Regions from separate parts of the Rattus norvegicus genome. Here region 1 is linked to region 2. Evidence: chromatin contacts called from public Hi-C data. All regions are on one chromosome and are shown on one strand. The core of a region is the stretch at or near the end of the contact, and the rest is flanking DNA. Distances in the headings are between cores, read along the strand shown.

Region 1 (4,337 bases), core at 725-3,224, 1.7 Mb before region 2:
GTCTCTTTAAAATGAGTGTATCGTGAGGGAAATTTAATGTTTGCTTGGATTTTTGCAGACTTTCAGTGGGTCCAAGAATCTGGGGGAACTTTTCTTTTTCTTTTTCTTTTCCTTTTTCTTTTTGGAACTTCTCTGAGTTTAAAATAGAAAGCCACTTTTACAACTATGAAAAATGGGTTCCCTGCCTACGAAGGAACATGATTAAACCCCCTGCAGCCTCCATAAAACACTCTATTTAGCTGCTCTTTGCGTTTTGAATACCGTCATTCTTTAGTGGCATAATTTGTTTGTGGAAAATATATTTTTGCTTTATATTGTGTTTTATACATTGCTTTTTATAGACCTTTAATTGCACGAATTCTTGTACAAATTGGTCGGGGCCTCTACATATAGGTATTTTCCTTTCTTGGCTGCTTTCTCCTTTCTTTCTTCCTTCCTTTCTTTCTTTCTTTCTTTCTTTCTTGTTGTTGTTGTTATTGTTGTTGTCGTTGTCCAGAATCTGTGAATAAAGATCAAAGTATATCATAAGTCATTCTTGGTCCATGTAAATTTCTTTTTTAAATCACATATCTATGAATCTGTGTAGGTCGGGCCAGAGAGATGGCTCAGTACAGATGTGTCTAGTGCTATTATACATACAATTCCTTTAATAGTCAATACATTCACTAGCTCACCGCAGCGTTCGCGCTACATCCAGGGTGTCCAGAACCCTCTTCTGCCCTCCAGGGCCACTGTACTTCCGTGTCCATACACTTTACACATAGATAAAATGGAGCGCGCCAGAAACAAACAACAGTGCATGTACGATGGCAGGCCAACAGTCCCAGGGACGCCATGCTCTCGGGGCCACACTCCGGCCTCTGATAAGTACTTCCTGCTACAGACAGGAAGCTGTGGGGAAGCAGCCCTTCCCCTCTACAGTACGAAGGAAGTCTCCCCAGTTAGAAGCTCTCTTGGCCAGTGCTACCTTGTAGGGAGGATAGCAATTTATAGCCATGGCTTGAAGATCGGGGAAGGCATGCACATGTGGAGTGTTGACACCCACTTCTGCCCAGAAAGCTCACAGGAGGGCATGCTTTCCCTGGGCCCGGCCCGTCTCTCCTTACCACATCGCTCCGATAGGAGCACAGGTCCAGCTTAGATTCAAAGGAGACAAAGGTGCACAGAATTGTGTCCTTCAAAGTCCAACAGAATGTGGCAAGTCAGTTGTCCCTACTTCCTGGTATCTTCTGTGCCTCTTTGTTTAAGACTGGCTTGAAGGTCGTCTTTCCCTCTTGCCTTCTGGGGACAGGACACTTAGAGTTTTCTTTCTTTCTTTCTTTCTTTCTTTCTTTCTTTCTTTCTTTCTTTCTTTCTTTCTTTCTTTTTTTCTTTCCTTCCTTCTTCCTTCCTTCCTTCGTTTCTTCCTTCCTTCCTTTCTTCCTTTCTCTCTCTCTCTCTCTCTCTCTCTCTCTCTCTCACACACACACACACACACACACACACACACACACACAAAACTGCACTGACTAGCCTTGCTCAAAACTAACAAATTGGAGTGGCAGTGTCACTGTTCCTCTGGCTTTGAGCTCAGAGACTGGCAACGTTCTGTTATAAGCATCCACCCAGACCACGAATTTCTTTGCAACAGCTTCTCCTGTTTGTCTTTCTTTCCTGAATGTGAGAACCTGCTTTCTGGTTGGAAGTCCGGCAGACCTTAGCTGTAGGGTTGGAGAGGTCAGGATCCTGGCTTACTGGTAGAGATGACAACCAGGACTTACCTGCATTGTTTCAGCTACTGCCAGGCACCTCCAAATCTTCCCCAAAACTCACTAGCAAGGTAGAGGGAGGAGCACCAGCGTCGGGGCCGCATTTGCGCGTATCGGCCTGTAGGGGGTGCAAGCGCTCCACTGCGGCCCTGCGGACGCCTGCGTGCAGGGTCAGACCCCACGCTGAATAGGCCTTTATCACGGAACAGAGCCGGCTTTCTAAGGATCCAGCCTTTAAGAAAGGGATCAAATCAGCATGCGTTTTGACAGTGTAAGCTGCAGTCTTCAACTCAAAGCCCTGAGCGAGAGCTCAGAGAAGGAGGGAGCCCTTCCTCAACCGTGAAATACCATCCAAATTCCCCAGCGCTGCATCTGCAGGATCATTCCAGTAGATTCTAAGAGCAGTGGCTCCCCAGCCATGCATGCACAAGCTGGCTGCTTTGTGCAAGTGGAGGAAACACAGCCAGAGGCTGCATCTTTGGAAAAGAGCTCCTTGAAGGCTCTGGGAACATGGGACTGTCCTGTTGTTCATGGAGTCAGAGAGAAAGACTGGGTTTTTTCTCCGAGTCCCTACTTAAAATGACTAAGCGAGTTCTCTGTGGTGAGAACCCTCCAGAGGGTCCACTGTTAGTCTCCAACCCAGAAAGCGGGCTCAGAAGCTAGAAAGCCATTTCAGGGCCACACCCTGGTCTCAACTGTGGACTCCCAGGAGGTTGGAAGTCTGCGGGGCCAGAGTCCAGGTCCGCATACCGCAAGTGGTCAGTGATGCATGACTGATGCCCGCGTAAGAGGCCGCTGGCCTGTGGGCTACCTCTGCTCCTTCTGGAACCTCCATTCAGACGCCATTACTCAGCACATTTGAAGAGCGGGTGCTTGAATAAGAGCACTTAAGAAAATGAAGGAAGGCTTTATCTACTCTTGTCTCAAATAACCAGGCAGAGGGGATTACGGTTAGAGAGGATGGAACAAAAGCAGGAAAATCATTTGTGGTGATAGAAATGGGAACTTAAGCAAAGACTCTTAACGTATGCTTCTATCAGATCCTCAAATTAACTTCATTGTTAGAAAAGAAAGAAAAAACCCCCACCATTTAAGAACAACCTTTCTACACAGAAGGCACGAGACTGGTGTGTGTGTGTGTGTGGGGGGGTGTCACGAAGTCTAAGAGAACGTTTGGAAGTCAGGGAGGCTGGTACTTGAGACTGAGGGGTAATAGTTCCCTAGCACTAAAGAGAAGTGCTCTAAAGCTGTTTTAATACTGGGGGATTTTCATGGAGATCTTGTAAAGACGGCAAATTTTTATTTTCAGAGTTCTCCAGGTCGTACGGCCAGTAAGACACGTGCAGCGCACTGTTAATATAGACAGTTGCTTTCCAAGTGTGTCAGAGCACCTGGGTGCTTTGGAAACATATACATTGAAGTAATGCAAAGAAGATTGGAAAATGTACTTTTTAGGTCACCCGGTCCTTTTTCTTTCTTCCACTTACTGGAATCTTGTCAGTTGGTTTTCATACAGAGAGACAGTGACAGAGGAAAGCATTGTTTCCAGGATCCCCCTGTTCACAGGGGCTTCTGGGTTCTGATGATGAGAGCAGGGCTCTCTGCCCACATGTCCACCTTCATAGGAAAATGACCCTGATATCCAGACACGGACTGACACTGAGAGCCTGTGCCCCACCACAGACCCTTCTTTATATTTCTCATAATCTACGGAGCATTGATCCTCTGGGGACTCCGTACATCATACTGACATTCTTTTCTCAACCTAATGGTTTGTTTTATTATCTGAGAAGTGTCTCCGCTGAACTGTTATTTTAACCCCTCTGTGACCATGAACCTGCATTTCATCCAGAAGCCAGCGGAGGCAAAACTGTACGCACCAGTGGTTCAGGGTGAACACTGGAAGCCTGCCCCGGAAAATGAGAAATAAGTAAGTATCTTCCTGTTAGACTTTCTAATTCCACCTCTTTCCACCCAGTGTTTAAATGTATCTCTGTCGCTTTGAACTCTTCTGTGACCAAGACTGACATGGAAACATCTAGAAAGGATGTTACATGGATTCTTAGGTTTCCTAAATATTGGTCTTTTGATTTTTTCATTATTTTTTGTTAGTTTGCTCTTTTCATACTTATGTTTATTTTATTTACCTCAGGAAACCTGAGGGTCCAGGTGTTCACTTAGCATTTCAGGATGGATCCCGACGTAGCTAAGGAAGACACATGATTGAACTTTGCTTTTTCAGAATTTCAAGTATGAAGTGTTGTGGTCAATATTTTACCTAGTCACATAAGAAGAATGCTAATTTAGTCAAAAAGAGAGGGAATTTGGTTGAAATCAATAGACACACAATTTCTGACTCTCTCCCTCTATTGCGGTTCCCCTTCAGTAGAGCCTTAATGCTAGGCTCCCCGGCACAGACAAGGTGAAGCACACATCAGTCACCATAACTCACTATAGATAATCTGGGAACTTGAAATTCCAGATGTATCCTCCAATTGCTGGCATTGCTAAACTCCTAAAGGAATAGTTCATAAAAATTTGCAAACATTTCCCTGTGTGTTGCAAATATTCACAGCTAGTTTGCAGAAA
Region 2 (4,020 bases), core at 1,374-3,873:
GCTCGTGCACAAAGGGCTCTTTCCACGTTCTCCATAACCAGTCGTGCCATGCTGACTTCCTTTCAGTACTGAGAGGCTCACCTAAGTGCGTGTGTGTGTTTGTGAACACATACGTTTGTATATAAATTATCTTGGGCATATATGATATTTAAGGGTGTATCTTATATCTATAGTATTCGCATTTATATATATTTTAAAAGCTACATGGGAAAATAAGACAGTATATTAGTATGAAGTTACCCTTTTATGTTTCAGTTTTTCTGAAGGTATCTTTTACTTCCATATTCTCAAACTGGGAGATACCGAATCAATAAAACTGAACAAAACCTTGAGAAGCATCACTAAAAGATTTAGTGCTAAAGCTCTCTTTATCCAAGGTGCCCAGCACCCAACTAGTCTGCGCTGTTGCCAACGCAAGTCCGCCAGGAACCAGAAGAATGTTCATCCGATGGGTGAAGAGTGAGGCCCAGTTATGCTTGATTGATTCAGACGGCCTGGCCATGCCTCTTGTGTGCACCAGGACTTCCAGATTTGCTGTTTTTCCCCTCTGAACATGCATATCCCTTCTGTTGGTGTTCACCTGTTCTTAGACTTTTCCGTGAAAGTAATTGGCCATTAATGCCCTGGCCGGCGCCCATGTTTTTAACGGTATCAATTAAAGAGAAAACAGGTTTGACTGTTTTTCCAAAACTTCGCACCCTGCACTTTGCAGGGACTTTTCGAAAGGTCAGCGCTGCCTCAAAGTCAAACCTCAATCTGGACCAGCTGCCACCAGAAGCCACGAGGCTTTAGGTTTGCTGCACTGTTTGAATGAGCTAAAGTGGTGACTTCTTAAAATGTCAGCCTCGTACATTTACCCTCAAACACCACCAGATGCGTTCGTCACTCAGCAGACGTCCACTTAGCCATGACGGTGCTCTAGAGCCTGACCCTTCCACAGCCCAAAGTCTGGATACATGGATGAATTTCAAATCCTATATGTTTGTCCCTCTCTGAAGTCCATTTACCCAATTCTTTGCAAATCTAGCGACTGGGATTAAAACATAAAACAACATTTGCAGTGTTGCTGTATGTGAAATCTAGAACTCTCTTTCAGTTTCTGACAGTTTATTTAATGGATGCCTAGAATGGGCCTGACATGCTAAAATAACTACATCACCAGTCTGCCTGAGATAAAGGAACTCCCATCTCCTATGAGATCTGCCCCGTTCTGTGCTCTCCCTGACCCTCAGTATGAAATCTAGAGTGAATCTAGAAGTGGCTTGGGGAGTCCACTGAGGGCTTGGAGGGCCCACTGATAGTAACAAGACAGGATGTGGGTGTCTTAAGCCCTGTGTATCCCTATGGCCAGGATCCCTTCTGCTGGACAGAGAACTGGGGACACATACTCCCTCCAATGAATGGGCACTTACCTGCCTGCCCAGGTCTGCTGCGGGTCACAGAGCCTGACAGCCCTGCTTCGTCCTCTGCAAGTATATAATGCTCTGACTCACTTTCCTCCTTTACAAAAGGAGAACGAACAGGAGCAGAAACAGATCACTAGATGTAGGGGTTGAGAGTGATGGGTTTGTGTGCATGTTTCTCAGTACCAAGACAAAGAGCCCCGCCGCCGCTCCCCCCACCCCCTGAAAGCTAGGTACCCCTGTTGATCCCATCCATGCATGCATACTGATAAGGTCTGTTGCCTACAGCAGGGAGGGAGACGGCCCGAGTCCCACCGGGAGACAAGGCTAAGGTACTTCCGGTGGTCATAGACGAAAACTAACACAGTTGAATCTGTATTCAGCTTTGCGGACACTGCAGAGCCAGGTGAGGACCCCACCTTCCTAGGCTGCTGTGGAGAAACAGAGGCCTTTAGCAGGAAGCTCTCAGAAGCTCAGGCCTACAGGGAAGGCACCCAAGAGCCAGAGGTGTCCTTGACAGTGATAAAGATGGGCGTGAAGAGGCGTGCAAGTGACAAATTGTGGGATGAAGAGCAAGAGCCCAGGGCCGCTGCCTGGCTGCCTGGCTGCCTGGCTGCCTGGCTTGGAAACAGGCCTGTCACTCTGCTGAGACCTGTGTCTGGCTTCCCAGAGGCCCAGGAGGCTGTAACCCCTTCACACTTTACTGCCGCTGAAGCTGCCTCTGTGATTTGACACATTAAAAACAAGTTCAGGCGGGGCTCCTCTCCAGTGAAATGGAACCTGGGAATGACAGGCTTCCTTCCCCAGCCGAGCCATTCCTGCCTCCGTGCTCGCCAGCTCAAACTGGAGCCTTACAAAAGGAATGGCCCAGAATGCCGGCGTGAAGCTGGACAGTAGTACCAGGTTTACAGTGCTCTCCAATCTGGAGGAGAGGACAGAAGGAGCTGACAGAAGGCCTGCAGAGGTGTCTTTCTAGTCTCGAGATACTTCGAATTGTGAATATGTGAAGCCTGGAAATTTCTCCAGGGAGCGCCTGGGGCCCGCCTCACATACAACAGTGCTAACATCCGGCCTGGCCCTCCCCAGTCCTGCTCCTCCTACTCGGCCCTTGACTGGTCCCAATCCTTGCCACCTCTTTGCACCTCTTTGTCTGTCTCAATTTGCTTCCACTCTGAGCAGGCTGGGAGCAACGGCGAGTCCGCAGACGGCCAGCAGAGGGCGCGCTGCCTGGAGCTCTCCCCTTCCTCAACGGCGCGCAGCTCAGGACCCAGCTGGACCCTGCTGGACCCTGTGGACCCGGCAGACCAGGCTCGCAAAGGGAGCCGAGGTGCCTTCCTGAGTCTGCTTGCCTGGACTATAGAAAGCAGGGGGCGCAGCGGCATCCCGGGCGATGGCCCATGTACAAGTCAAATGCATTTGTGCCACCTGTTGGCTTCGGGCTCGTACTGCACATACAGGGAGGTGGCTGCTCCCTCTGGCCTCTGGAGTCCCCTCCTCACCCACTTGCCATGGAGGTTCAGTATGCAGGACAGCCTGAAGGCGTATTTCTTTTAAGACTGTAACATTTCTGAATCTGTTTCTTAATCCAGTATTTAATTTAGTTTCATATGAGTTTAGATTAATGTCATGAAAGCCTTGTAGATTAATTTGCTGGTCGTTTTTTAAGTTCAAGCAGACTTCCACTGATATGAAAATAGCCATGGTAGACAATGGGAGTCCTCTTATCTACCCACATGCATTTGCGTACTTTTTACTGAATGCATCTTTTAAAATACTGTAGGCTATTTAATCAATTACCTTAGAAATGAACACAGAGAATCATGTGGAATTCAGAGTTTCTGGCAATACATTTTGTGAACATTGTTAAACACAACTCTGCAGTGTCTGAGCTGGGGTCTCAGGAACTGAGCCTTGTCCGTGCGGTGCAACCTGGGTTTCAGAAATGCCTAGAAGGTGGCCTGGAACCCACACTGCTACTCAAATCAGCATTAGCACCTCATAAAGAAGGAAGAAATGCGAGGGCTTGTTAGAACAAGGTGAGTTTTTGCTGTTCCAGGATCACAGTTATCCTGTGATCTATTGGGAGCGTGTCCTTCTAGATTTTCCTTTAGGGTAAGCTCTATCATGAAACACGTGGGAAAAAATAGGATTACAGCTGCAAGTGTCCTGTTAGTGTTGACAGCATCCAGAGAAGGTGGCAAAACTCAACATCTCAGCTATCTCTGGCTGCGGGCAGAAGCTTCCTCTACCCCCAGTAGGCCAACCTCCCCACCTCTATTAACAGACACAGGAGAGCAAGCCGTAACTTAGTATGGTCATGAAATGGTCTTCTGGAGTTTGTGAGAGTATGCACATTTTCATTTAATAACTTTTTATGCACAGGAAAAATATGTTTATCCATTTCCTGTGAAAATATATTTGCCTCATAGCTCACAAAATCTAGCCAGGAGTATTTTGACTGTGTACATGTGAAGGATAGGGAAGTAAGGAGGTATACAGATTTGCTACTCGTAGATATATGTATACCAACTACATAATGCGTGTTGTGTGTAGAATACTACCCGGGATGTACATGTAACATAGTTACAGCTGTACAAGTAGAATACATGTGTAATGT

What was found. A called contact is a pair of places that touch in the nucleus more often than the background predicts.
Region 1: a contact with region 2 is called in a Hi-C map of Schwann cells, with 6 times the contacts expected there. The contact joins two enhancer-like sites. A contact is called at or near these places in 2 of 12 Hi-C or Micro-C datasets (the A7r5 cell line and Schwann cells).

The regions. Positions count from the first base shown.
Region 1 is chr1:33,658,023-33,662,359 of GRCr8, reverse strand. No RefSeq gene overlaps it. Among named protein-coding and RNA genes, the nearest start is that of Irx1, 540 kb to the right of the region's middle. Within about 2 kb of position 1,974, at least 14 of the 93 cell types and tissues checked have an H3K27ac peak or open chromatin away from gene starts, as enhancers often do. A contact at or near this core is called in Schwann cells, where this site is marked.
Region 2 is chr1:31,956,099-31,960,118 of GRCr8, reverse strand. No RefSeq gene overlaps it. Among named protein-coding and RNA genes, the nearest start is that of Irx4, 90 kb to the right of the region's middle. Within about 2 kb of position 2,623, at least 10 of the 93 cell types and tissues checked have an H3K27ac peak or open chromatin away from gene starts, as enhancers often do. A contact at or near this core is called in Schwann cells, where this site is marked.